Regions from separate parts of the Sus scrofa genome. Here region 1 is linked to region 2. A link is a contact called in public HiChIP or PLAC-seq data. All regions are on one chromosome and are shown on one strand. The core of a region is the stretch at or near the end of the contact, and the rest is flanking DNA. Distances in the headings are between cores, read along the strand shown. Region 1 overlaps RAD51B (DNA repair protein RAD51 homolog 2). Region 2 overlaps RAD51B (DNA repair protein RAD51 homolog 2).

Region 1 (6,158 bases), core at 1,892-4,391, 250 kb after region 2:
GTTTTCACAATATCATGCCAATTTGTAAGTTCTCTAAGTAATTTGCTGGTAGATGTCTACAAAGAAAAGCCTTCAGAGGCAGAGGCATGAAACACCTGAGTGAGGTGCTTCAAGTCTTAAATGAAGGGAGCAGCGGGGGAACCTTCGGAAATGGAAGAGGCACACCCACTCTAATGCAAGTAGCAGCCATGCGTGTCCAATCAACCGTCAACCTGCAAGAAGGCAGCCCAATGTTGCCAGATGTTCCAATTTTCAAGAGAAGTCAGAAGCTGGATTTTTTTTTTTCTTTAATGATGCTATCTCTCCATTTGTTCATATTGACGCTGAATTCATATTTTCTCAATGACATTATTGGAAGCGTTAAGTAAAATATGTCTGCGGGCCGGCAGAGCCCATGAGTGCCTTCTCGTGACCTTCGATCATCGGGTGCATCCTCCTTTGTTGTCAGCAAGCCTGACTGCATTTGAGGAGCTCAGAAGTCTTTATATATTAAGTAACCTCCACAACTTGGATCATTCAACCAGTTAACAAATATTTAGCACAGATCTCATGGGTGTGAGGTGCTGGAAGTTAGGGGCAGTGTGAAACAAGAGTATAAGTGCTGGCTGGTTTTTCATATATATATATATATATATATATATATATATATATATATATATATATAATTATCATCACAAACAGGAAGTCTGGCATTTGCGAGGCAGTTGGCTTCAGGAGCCTGCATGAGCCAGTTATGCACATGGCACTAAAACCAGGCTCCTAAGTCCGGGTACACTGCTCTTATCTTGTGATACTTAAAACTGGCTCTGGACTACTTGAATTGGTTTATTTTTTTTTCATTGCTTCAGTGAACAGCAGGAGGAAACAGGCGCTCGGTTTTTCAATGTGCTTATGAGCTTCAATTCAAGACGCAGTTCATTTTTCCAGAGTCAGAAGGGAATAGATACTTGAATCCAGGTGTTCTGTAGGCTGGAAGAGATTTAAATCCCCGAGTTGCCTCAAAAGCAGAAATGTTTTCCCCAATAATCTTCTTCTGAAGCAATATCCCAGGACAGGGAGTGTTGAGGCAGATGCACCTCTGCTCACATAATTGAAATAGCAGGTGAGTAAAAGGGGGAGGGGTCAGCTGATGTGATGAAGGGTCATACAGGTGTCCTTGAAAATGGGTGCAAACTGGAGAAGCAACATGTGTGCCTTCTCAGAGACTTAAGGGACAGATTGATACAATTAGCTCAGGGCTGCATACAAATGACACTCCTTTTGTGTAGATGTCTGCAAGTCTCTCTAGGGCCAGCAGTCACTTGGAATTCAGGTCAGCCAGGGAAAGCTGAGTGGGAACATGTGTTTCTGTGCCTCCAAGAACGACTCCCCAACTCCTTCCCAAAGAAGCACATGCAGATAATGGCCTAAAAGGGGTCAGTGTCCTGCTAGTGTTTGGCTGAGGCTTCCAACCTCATTTAAAAAAAAAAAAAAAAGAAGTTAGTCACGTGTAGGAAAATAACATAATCCAAAGTGTGTTCTGCCACAGAAACAACCAATATGGTTGCCAAACACCCAGGGAGAGATTCCTAAAAATCTACATAGCACGAACAGATTCCTGACCTACAATCTACACAGAATACACTCTCTACTGTCCTTGGCCCCCTTCCTCTTCAGCTTCATTTCTAATCATCTCCAAGTACTCACCTCTCACTGGCACCTTAATTTGAACTCAGCATGTCACAAAGGAACCTCGTCACTCCCCGAGGCTGGTCTTCCTCCTAATTTCTCATCGACAGCGTCATGCTTTTTCTGAGTCCCTAATCTGGGGCATCGTCTAAACACCCACATCTGTATCCAAGCAGTCACTGTCCGCCCATTTGACTTCCAAGGTGCCTCTCAAGTCTGCCCCTCACCTTTGCTCCTCCTACTCCCACTTTCCAGCTGGTCCCTTTTTGTGACCCTTTTCTCCCACCCCACACGACCCTCAGAATTCGCTTCCTGAAAACACAATCAAATGAGGTTATTCTTTCTTACAACTTCAGACGTGCTTACAGGGGAAGGCCTTAGTATGCTCCACAAGGTCCACCAGACTCTTAGCCCAACTTAACACACTTGAGCTCATCTTTTGCCACAACTCCATTTTTAAAACGTCTTCTACCTAAGCATGCTGTTGTTCCCTTTCCCACAAGCCATTCCCTCCATTGGTGATGCTCCTCCCACTTCTGTCCATCTGAGAAAGTTCTACCTATTCTTGAAGTTTCCACTCCAGTGTTTCCTTTGCAGAAACATTTGCTGTCGCTCCCATGCTTTCCCAAGTATTTCGCTCATGCCAATCACAAAGCACTAACACAACGCTGAACTGCCGTCAGAGGTGATGTCTTCTTCCCAAAGACGGGAACACTCAGGTCCTGGTAATTAGCAGTAAGTGTCCGTGAGCTGAATGACTAAACGCATCCCCAAAGCAAGAGAAGTGGACTTTCCAGGATAGCTAAGTGCGTCATGAATCTAAAACTAAACATTTCTTCTAAAATAAACTTCATGAGAAGGAATATCAGCCAGACAAAATAATGTCATCAATGTAAGTGGTCTTGGCTTAGACAACCAGAACTGACCTCTCAGTCTGTGAATGTGGTCTCTTAGGGCAACAACCAGTATGGTGCCTGACAAATAACAGCCCTGTATGAGTGGGTGCCGTTGTCACCAGAGGGTTCTATTCTGACCTTTAGTCCATCTAAATAAATAGAAAAATAAGCTGTCTACTAAGAGGCCTACAATACTTAACCTTACATTAAAAAAATCAAAATTCCCACTCACAGCCCCATTTCCTAACACAAGTGAACCCCCCACCCCCCCCACCCTATTTCAAATACATGAATGAGCTGATGGCCTAGGGCCATAGCCCGCATGCTGGCATCTGAGGACAGATACTTAAATGCTCTTGGCAGTATCTTCTAGGTTTTCCTATAGGCCAACATCAGGCCAATTTATCTGACCTCTTTGATCTGCACGGCTCCTCCAGGACCTAGAGCTATTTTCTAGAGGCCTGAATGAGTCAGAAGAAGAACATGATTAATCAACTTGGAAAGATTTGAAAGCTGGAAGAGAGCCATTCTGTGAGTAAAACCTCGGAGCTGTGGGGCTGCAGCCGTTGGAAAGTTAGGGGATTTCCACGGTTGAAGCCATGTGGCCGCCTGGCTATGGTCCCTGACCTTGCAATAAAGACAGAACAGACCTCGCCGGGTGATTTACCTCAGACAGGCTCCTATGGCTGCTGCCTTTGGCTGCTCGCTCTGACTTGACAAAACCAAAGTTATTTCCCCCTGAGCCTTAGGAACTGGCTCCGCAAATTCCCTCTGCTTTTTCTTCCCAATGGGTAGCATTCTCAGCCCCTTGGCTTCACTTTTATGTACAGAGAGGCTTATAATTAGAAGGGTATGTAAAGCATCTGGCCCAGGACTAGACAAACATTAGGTGGGTCTGCTCTTTCCCGGCACGCAAGGTGGATGGGACCCTATTGCTCTTCTTTTTTTGACAGCTGGGAAGCCCTCAATACCACTTGAAATCACTTTTCCTTAAGATGTGTATCACTTGCCACTGCTTCTCACTTGGGCGACTCACATTCTCCCAAATCTTTTATAGGGGACTGGATTCCTGAAGTGACATTTTTTTAAAGATGCTACTCTAACAGTGTCGGGCTTTTATTCCTTAAAGTCCTGCAGACACTGAGGCTGAGTAGGATAAATACATGTTCCCTGTTTGCTGTTTAATGTGTAATGTTTTATTGAGGCAAGAAAAGCGTCTCGAATCTCTGATCTGTCTCCACTGGTATGTCTCTACTTCCATTCTCTTGCCCTTCCACGTTTGGTACGCCCTTCCCTCTTTCTTCTTTCTTTCAGTCAAACACAGCAATCGCTTGGATTTTATTCCCATTTATTGCCATCTCTTTCCTGCTTCTGCTTTCTGTTCTATCACCGCACCCATAATAGGTTCTTTGTGTCTGCTGTCGAAAATGTGTCAGCAGGATCAGGATGTACTAATGCCTGACTGCTTGCTGGTCTCCTGTCCCCGTTTCTCTCTTTAATATCATCTGGTTTCCTTACGTAACTTCTCAGGACCTCGTCCATTAACTTAAGAAAGAAATTTAGGCGAAGGTGTTTAATTCTCTTCCCTATCAGAAAAATGAAAACTCCAAGTGTCTGCCCATTCAGCAAACTAACTGCCTGAATGCGGTCATACATCTTAGCTATACATGCAGACATATACATGTAAACTTTCACTGACAAAAGAGTTCTCATCCCTTGAGTCATGGTTCACAAGGCATTTGTTGAGCAATGCTAGCTGCTGCTTTTCACCGTGCTGGCATGGAGAGAGAGCCCTGGGGATTTTGCCTTTTGGCCCACAGATCAGTAAACACATTAGGGATTAACCGTGAAGTGATAAGAAGCTTGGGAGTAGGGCACTAGAACATTGATTTAGAGGAGGCGAAAAGAAAGGAATTTCAGGAAAAGGAATAGAAGTTATGAAATGGAAAAGAATTTTTAAAAGAATGTGTGTGTGTGTGTGTGTGTGTGTGTAACTGAATAGCTCTGCTGTACAGCAGAAATGAACACAACACTGTAAATCAACTATACTTCATTTAAAAAAAAAAAAAAAAAGCTATGAACTGTAAGACCAAATAGGGAAAAGAAAGGAGAGATGAAATAGAGTTAAGAGAAAAGAAGATTTAGAGAGAAAACACAAGACTAGATGAAGGAAGGCAGAGTGGTTCAGGAAAGAAAGAAAGCGGGCATAGAGCCATGAGAGCAGAAAAAGGTGGCCCACAGCTGGCCATCCACTTGAGAAAAAGCGCACGAAGGAACATACTTAGGAGTAAGTAAATACAGATGAGAAAACATTCCAAGTCAATGTGTCATCCGCATTTTAAAATCCCCTTTGTTATTATAATCTACTATCCACAATATGGCTTCTTGTTAGAAATCCCTCAGCCTATGGAAATAGAAATCTCTGTCTTGCTGATCCTTTTGAAGTGAGTTACTCTCATCAAAGCCCGCAAAGACTCAAATCCTGTGGATTGACACAACTCAAAAGTGAGACAATCGCTTAACCGGGAGGTTCTTGTGACAGTTTACTTCTAATAACTGGCCTTAATTTTGGCCTTCCAGAAGGGATGACGACAGTGATGATGGTGATTTTTATCACAAAGAATTTTTTAAAATTCATGTTGCTCCAGGCAACTACAATGACCAGTGATGCCCCTTGCTAATGACTGGTTTAAATTCTAAAAGTACGCTGGAGACAAAAGGACGTGACAATTACAGCTGAGCACTCCTGAGCTGGGACAAGCATCTGCAGGGCACATCCTAAGACGCAGAAACCCCTGCATGGCTGTTCATTTCTTGGGCTGTAAGCCTGAATCTTTTCCTCCCCTGCACAGATCTGTAGTGGACATCTGCTGCCTTTGAATCTCCCTTTCTTTTGGTAGAAATACCATGGTTTGGGAACTCTTGTGACCTTTGTTGTAGGCAGTGCTGGTGGGACTCTCATTCCAGGTGCAGGTGATTCCTGTAGGCAAGCACAGGCTTATAACCCAAGCCAGCCAATCAGATTCTCTCCTGGGACTCCGAATAATTAGCTGAACAATAAAGATGTAAAAAAATTCCTGGAATGGATTCATTCCAGAAGTAGTACTGTGAGGTATCTATTCGTTCCTGTTTCCTGGATTCCTAGAGTTGTCCTGCTCTGAAAATATATTCACTCTACTTTTCCTTCAATTCTATGACCCATTCCATATCCCTTCAAAACTTGGGGGTTTTTGTTTTTTTTTTTTTTCCTTTAAGGTAGCGAGAGTTAGCTTCTGTTAACATCAAAAACTCTCAACTAATACAACCCACATTATATTGAATCAAAAAGTCATCTGCATAAGACTGCCCTACAATTTGATGCTTTTTGTAGCCTCTCAACTGGCTACAGGCCTGCTCTCTGTGTCTACCCAGCTGAAAGAAGCGAACTTGTTCTGAAGAGCAGGGGCAGAATGCAGAGACTGGCTAGAGGTGAGTTGAGTTTCCTCAGCCTCGTCAAAAAGCTGAAATTTTAATAAGAGATGAAGCTATAGCCTGGCCCATGATGGCACCAGAAGCTGATCACGAACAATCATTCTATCAAACGTTAAGTCATTA
Region 2 (6,155 bases), core at 1,761-4,260:
GAGAGGCTGGGGGATGAAGATGGAATGAGGGCCTCTGAAAGCTGTGTGCCTCCAGAAAGAAAGACAACACAGGGAAGTTTTATTATCTGCCTACTCTGCTTTGTATTTATTTTTATTTACTTTTTTTTTTTTTTTAACCACAGCTCACAGCAACACCAGATCCTTAACTCACTGACTGAGGCCAGGGATTGAACCCACCTCCTCATGGATACTAGTCGAGTTCACCACCACCAAGCTACATAGGGAACTCCTACCTACTCTGCTTTTCATTGATCCAGTTCCCTCCTGTTCATCTTTTTGGGTGTCCACGTCAACTTTATTAGGTATTAATTTCCAAAAAGGCCTCTGTGCGCCTCAGAGCAAGAGCAGGATTTCATTTAGGGCCTCAGAGAATTTCCTTCCATAACCTGGACCCTTCAAGGATTCCTCTCGGTCAGTGTGAAAGAGGCCTGCATGTGTTTAGCTAGTCAGTTGAATCCAATTTAACAAATATTTGTGGAAAGTCAACAAATGCAGGCCTAGCCTTGAGAGGCGGGGCAGGACCAGAACCAGTCAGGAAGGTTATGAGCTTTGGAGCCAGGCCAACGGGGGCTGAGTGCTGGCTCTACCTTTCCAGGTGTGTCCTGGGAGAGCCTCAGCCACCTCTCGGAATCTCTGTGTGGCTACCTGTAAAATGGAGGTAATCCCACCCACCTCACCAGCAAAGCCGTAACCATGTATAGATGTCCTCTGAGTAATGGCGGACGGCTACTCACTCCCTGCTGCCTCCCCTCCTGAGGATGTGGCCTCTGGAGAAGGGGGCGGGGAGGAGATGCTCCAATCCTCCATTCTGTCCCCCCCTGAGGCCCTCGGTCTAGTCCCTGTTCATCCCTTCTGGAAAGACCGCCAGCTGGTGACACCAGAGGTTCTGGAACTTTCTCACCACAGATTTCCCCCGCACTCCTGGGCAACCTTCCTCCTCCATACACGCCCTCCTTCCCCAAATCCCCCCAACCAGGCCTCCACGTGAGTACCCGCTTCTACCCTCCCTCCAAACTCATCCCCCAGAGGGAGAAGGAAGGAGCCTTCTCAATCTCTGGAAAAGGAAAACGCAGTGGAGGTGGCGTTGCTCTGTTGCACCCACTTCGGAAAAGACCGAACTGTGGGCTCCATGAAGTGCTGCTCCAGGCAGGAGGGAAGAGGCTCGGGGCCAGGCACGGTGGGCTGAAGCTGTTCCAGAGGGACCAAGGCAGGCAGGCCGGACACAAGTGCCCCCATCCCAGATCCAGCCTAGAAGAGGCCCCTAGAATGTTCCCTGGGAGCTACCGCCATCCAGCCAGAGAAGAAGCGCCTTAGAGGCGTCCACACTGGGCCCTGTTCCTCCCTGAATGAGGCTTCTTGCTGTTTCTCAGTTGCCAGGGAGGAGGTGGCTGCAAGGAAACCCTAGAATAGGCACCGCAGAGGCCAACACACTTTAAGCTTCGGATGCTCACAGGGGCCAGGCTTCCCACAAAGCCCCATGTTCTGCTCAGCACTTTGAGCAGACGTGTTGGCCTGTTTGTTCTTTCAGAAGCCGGGAGTGACTTGTTTCTGAAAGGTAGGCACTCCTCAGGTGGGTGGTCTTTGCATTTTCTGCATGCTTTGAGTCCCTTCCTCTTCTTTTCAGGACCACTGAGGGGTTTCGCATTCCCCTCTCCCAGCAGTGCTGCTTGGGGGTTTGGCTGCACAGCGCATCTGCGCTGGGTTTTCCCACAGGCCCCTGCAGAGGCAGCCCCGTTGTCTGCAGAAAGCCCTGGGGGGGCCCGTCGGGGGAGCGGGGCTGCAGCTGTGGGCCCCCGCCCTTCTGCAGCAGGCTTTGATCAGGTTTTGTGGGGGCTGCGTGCAGCCTGACCTCCCATCTCCAGCGTCTCTCAGGTGGAAAGTTCTGTTCAGCCTGTCTGTGGCTTCAAAGGCTCTCCCTCCTTCGGGCTGGGACGAGACTGATAATGGTTCTCATTTTGTTGTCGTCTGATCTCCCAGCAGCCCCCGTCTCTCCATTGACAGGCTTCTGCTTGTTTGCCTGGGCTGCTGTGGCCGGGCTCAAACCACCTTTCTGGTTGAGGAAGCACATTGACATCCTCTTCCATGGAGGCGCCTTTGATGGCTCAGACATGGCCTCCAGCCCAGACAAAGGTGACCAGGCCACGACAGCTGGGCACCTGGCAAATCAGACTCTGGGCACTGGGCAGGGCAGGCGTCTGAGAGGCCAAGGACTCTCTGAGCCTGTGCATCGGAGAGGAGGAACCCTCAGCGCCTCCCTGCCTGCCTCTGCGGTTGGAGCTGCAGGAAGGCCATGCTTTCTGCTCCAGTTCCCGGCAGGAATCCGGCTGGGGGGCCTGAAGGCACACACCGCCCCATGAACCTGGGCAGAGCATAGGAAAAAGGCCACGGACCCGAAGTTGAGCTGTTCACAGAGAACTTGAGCTATTCACTGTCTTGAGCCCTAGGCACCAAGCCAGCCAAAGTCGGGAAGTTCCTTTTGTGGCCTATTCTTTCCAAGTGTTGTGCCCTTACCGCCTCAGTTCTCAGCCTGGGGGGTAAACAACAGCTAAGGCAGCCACTCCAGAGTCCACTTCCGGCTCCCACCCCACACTGCTTCCAACCTTGTGCTCCGGCCTGAGTGAAAGGACCAGGGCTGGCGACCACGACGGGTGTCAGCATGTTTCAGATGGAGCCCTGCCTCACCAGAGGGCCATGCGCCTGGCCACGCGGTTGGGGTTAGGCTGCACATGGCCCTTCGGTTTCCTCATATTTAACATGAGGGTGGCCAAGGGCAACAGGAGCGGTCAGGAGAGCATCCTTCTTCCCCAGCCTGATAGCACAGTGCTCTTCCTTCCTTTTGATCGTACTCAAAACAACTCCTGCACTAGAACAATGAGCCCGGGAGGGCCAGAGGGAATTTATTATGCGGCTGTCCTGGGGCTCGGCCTTGCCTGCCTTTATCTCACACAGAGGTCTGCGTGGGAGGAAGTCTGGCAGGCCCCGGGGTCATCTCTGCCCCAGCTCTCCCTCCAATACAGAGCACTGGAAGGATGAGGAAGCAGCGGCCACGTTAGCCAGGCCTGGCCTAAGCCACAGCCAGCGGGGGGGGATCAGCCCAGATCTCCTAAAACTCTGATGGGGACTCTGTGAAAGGCAGGGGGACTCCCGGCATGGAGAGCCCGCCCAAGTCTAGCCAGCCTGCTTAGGACAGGCCTTTCTGGAGCCCTTCTCTTGGTCTGTTTCCTCTCTTCTTGGTCCTGGCTGTGGTTGGGGGGAGGGAGCTCTGTGGATGTGTCCTCTGTGTGTGGACTGTCCAGGATTCTCACTCGGCGGAAGCCACTTGGTTAGGAGTTTTGCCTACCCCTCCAACTTGGGGAGAGAGGAGAAAGGCTTGGGGCCTTGGGGCCTTGGGGCCGAGATGGGTCTCAGTTGTGACTAGATTTCCCCAGAAGTTGGATGTTTTGCTGTCCCTCTGCTGTGAGCAGGGTCTAACCTGGTCCTCTCAGCAACTTTAATCTCAGTTAATCTGTCATCCAACTTTAGTGGCAGTGCTGCTAATATACAAAAATCCACTTTTGCCATCCAGCCAGGCGCTGTGGGATGCTGTGGGACTCTGGGTCCACCATCTTTGTGAGGCTTGAACCTTCTGTAATTCTGTGGATTGAGTAAAGATAGACCTGGGCTCATTGGCTGAATGACCTTGAACAGGCTACAGGACCTCTCGGAACCTCAGCCTCCTCATCTGTGGAATGGGGATGTGAGTACTAACCTTGTAGGATTATTCTGAGGATCAAGGGAGATAATGTCCATAAACACATCTAGTATGTATTAAACCTTCTAGAAGTAGTGAGGTCATTACTAGTCCCACCGTTTAAAACAGGGGGGAGGAGTTTCCGTCGTGGCGCAGTGGTTAACAAGTCCGACTAGGACCCAGGAGGTTGCGGGTTCCATCCCTGGCCTTGCTCAGTGGGTTAAGGATCCGGCATTGCCGTGAGCTGTGGTGTAGGTCACAGACGCAGCTCGGATCCTGTGTTGCTGTGGCTGTGGCTGTGGCGTAGGCCAGCATCTACAGCTCTGATAAGACCCCTAGCCTGAGAACCTTCATGTGCCACGGGTGCAGCCATAGAAAGGACAAAATAAAATAAAATAAAATAAAATAAAATAAAATAAAATAAAATAGGCGGGAGTGTCTGATCTGACCCCAGACTCTGAGTAGCCGCCTTGAGTGAGCCGTGAGCCCTGCTCTCAGCCAGGAGGATCAAGCATGTGAGGGACACTGGAGGAAAGAGACCCACAGCGCAAAGTTAAGGAAGTTCACCTGGGACACCAGCAGCAGATCCAGGAATGAACTTGGTTTTCGAGACCACCAGATCCTCCCACCCTCCAGTCCCCCCACCTCTCTCTGTGCAACAAGTCTGTATCTGTCTCCTGGGGCTGCTACAACAAATTATCATAAGCTGAGGGGCTTAAGCAACAGAAATTTATTCTTTTGGAAGCCAGAAGTCCAAAGTCAAGGTATCAGCAGGGCCATGCTTCCCCCAGAAGGCTCTAGGGAAGGATGTCTCCCTGCCTCTGCCAGCTTCTGGGGGCTCCAGATGTTCTTGGGCTTGCGGCAGCATCACTCCGGTCTCTGCCTCTGGGGCCACACGGCCTTCTCTTCTTGTATCTCTCCTCTGTGCGTTTCTTCTAAGGACACCTGTCCTTGGATTTAGAGCCCCTCTGGGGGAATCCGAGATGAACTCATCTCAAGATCTGCAACTCAATTTCATGTGCAAAGACCCTTTTTACAAAGGAGGTCACACCCACAGATTCCAGGGATTAGGGCGTGCGTGTATCTTTTTTTCTGGGGAGTCGCCGTTTAGCCCACCACACCCACCCACCCTGCAAAATGCCCTGTTGGTTTATGACTCAAAAGGTAAGAATTCTCGCCTGTGGCTGGGGAGGAGGAACCCTCCTCTCCAGGCTGACATCACTGGTGCTCCACTTGGCCCCCCAAAGGGAGTGGGGTCTATTTTCAAAAGCTAATCTGGCTGTTCATTCTTTACTCGCTAGCAGGGGGTGAGGACAAGTTCCTCCTGTCCTGTGAAAAGCTGAGACCCCCTTACATCCAGGGGCAGGGCTCAATGCAGAGCGGTGTCCTGGGGCCTCCTGCTCTTGGCGGGATACGTTAGGGTGTCCAGCCCATTGTGCCTCTGAGGCTCGTGAGCACGTGGGAAGACCTGCTTCCAAGTGGTGTGGGGCGTCTCCTTCCTGCCAAGCCCCACAGGAAGCCCTCACTCTCTGGGCGCTTGGCCCCTCATCTTCCCTTTGTCATTCTCCCAAGGCTCCACACTCACAGACAACACCCGGGAGACCCTACTCCTCTCTTTCCTCAGAGGCCTCCTCGGGCCTCGATCCCCCACCCCACCTCCCCACTTCCTCTCCAGACCCTTGTTCGGCCCTAAAGGTCTGTGTCTCATAGAAAGGGCACTGTCTCAGGGGTTTCCCAGCCCTCTCAGGAAGGCCGTCCCCCCAGATGGCGGGGACTTCAGCTACGAGACTGAGAGGGAAGGACAATTACCATACAAGAGTAATTTTTATTCTTCCAGTTAAATAATACTGCTATGAAGATGTAACACAAGCCTTGGTTCCTTCCAGGAGGGGTCAAGAGAGAAATCAGTCGTGTGTCCTTTCCCTGCAAAGAGTCTAACTGGGCAGGGCTCTCTTGATGGCCTTGCCTTTCCCCTCAACAGCTACTGTTAATAAATTTGCTCTTGCAGCTTTGTCTTTAAAGGTGTTCCTCTGTTTCTGGCTCATAGATGTTGATGAGTGTAGCGTTCAGTGTTCACAAAAGCGGGCGTTTGAAACACTGAGTCACAAGCCAACAGAGTCCTGCACATTTACTGGAATCTGGCCAAGGGTGGAAAGGTCACTGTGACCGTACAGTCTTGAGAATAAAGTAGGAGTGAAGATAAACTAGAAAGAAGACACAGTAGACAATGAAATTCTTTTTTTTTTTTTTTTTTTTTTAATAGGGCCGAAGATGTGGCATATGGAGGTTCCCAGGCTAGGGGTGGAATCAGAGCTACAGCTGCTGGCCTACACCACAGCTCACAGCAATGCCGGATCCTTAACCCACTGAATGAGGCTAGGGATTGAACCCGCATCCTCATGGA

What was found. HiChIP or PLAC-seq counts read pairs in DNA pulled down with a chosen protein or histone mark.
Region 1: a contact with region 2 is called in an H3K27ac HiChIP or PLAC-seq map of skeletal muscle. The contact joins two enhancer-like sites. A contact is called at or near these places in 2 of 47 Hi-C or Micro-C datasets (liver and skeletal muscle) and 1 of 2 datasets of contacts at active chromatin or transcription factors (skeletal muscle).

The regions. Positions count from the first base shown.
Region 1 is chr7:91,943,479-91,949,636 of Sscrofa11.1, reverse strand. The region is part of intron 8 of RAD51B (DNA repair protein RAD51 homolog 2); the gene reads right to left. Among named protein-coding and RNA genes, the nearest start is that of RAD51B, 350 kb to the right of the region's middle. Within about 2 kb of position 3,141, at least 42 of the 83 cell types and tissues checked have an H3K27ac peak or open chromatin away from gene starts, as enhancers often do. A contact at or near this core is called in liver and skeletal muscle, where this site is marked.
Region 2 is chr7:92,193,111-92,199,265 of Sscrofa11.1, reverse strand. All of the region lies in intron 11 of RAD51B (DNA repair protein RAD51 homolog 2), which reads right to left. Among named protein-coding and RNA genes, the nearest start is that of ZFP36L1, 300 kb to the left of the region's middle. Within about 2 kb of position 3,010, at least 31 of the 83 cell types and tissues checked have an H3K27ac peak or open chromatin away from gene starts, as enhancers often do. A contact at or near this core is called in liver and skeletal muscle, where this site is marked.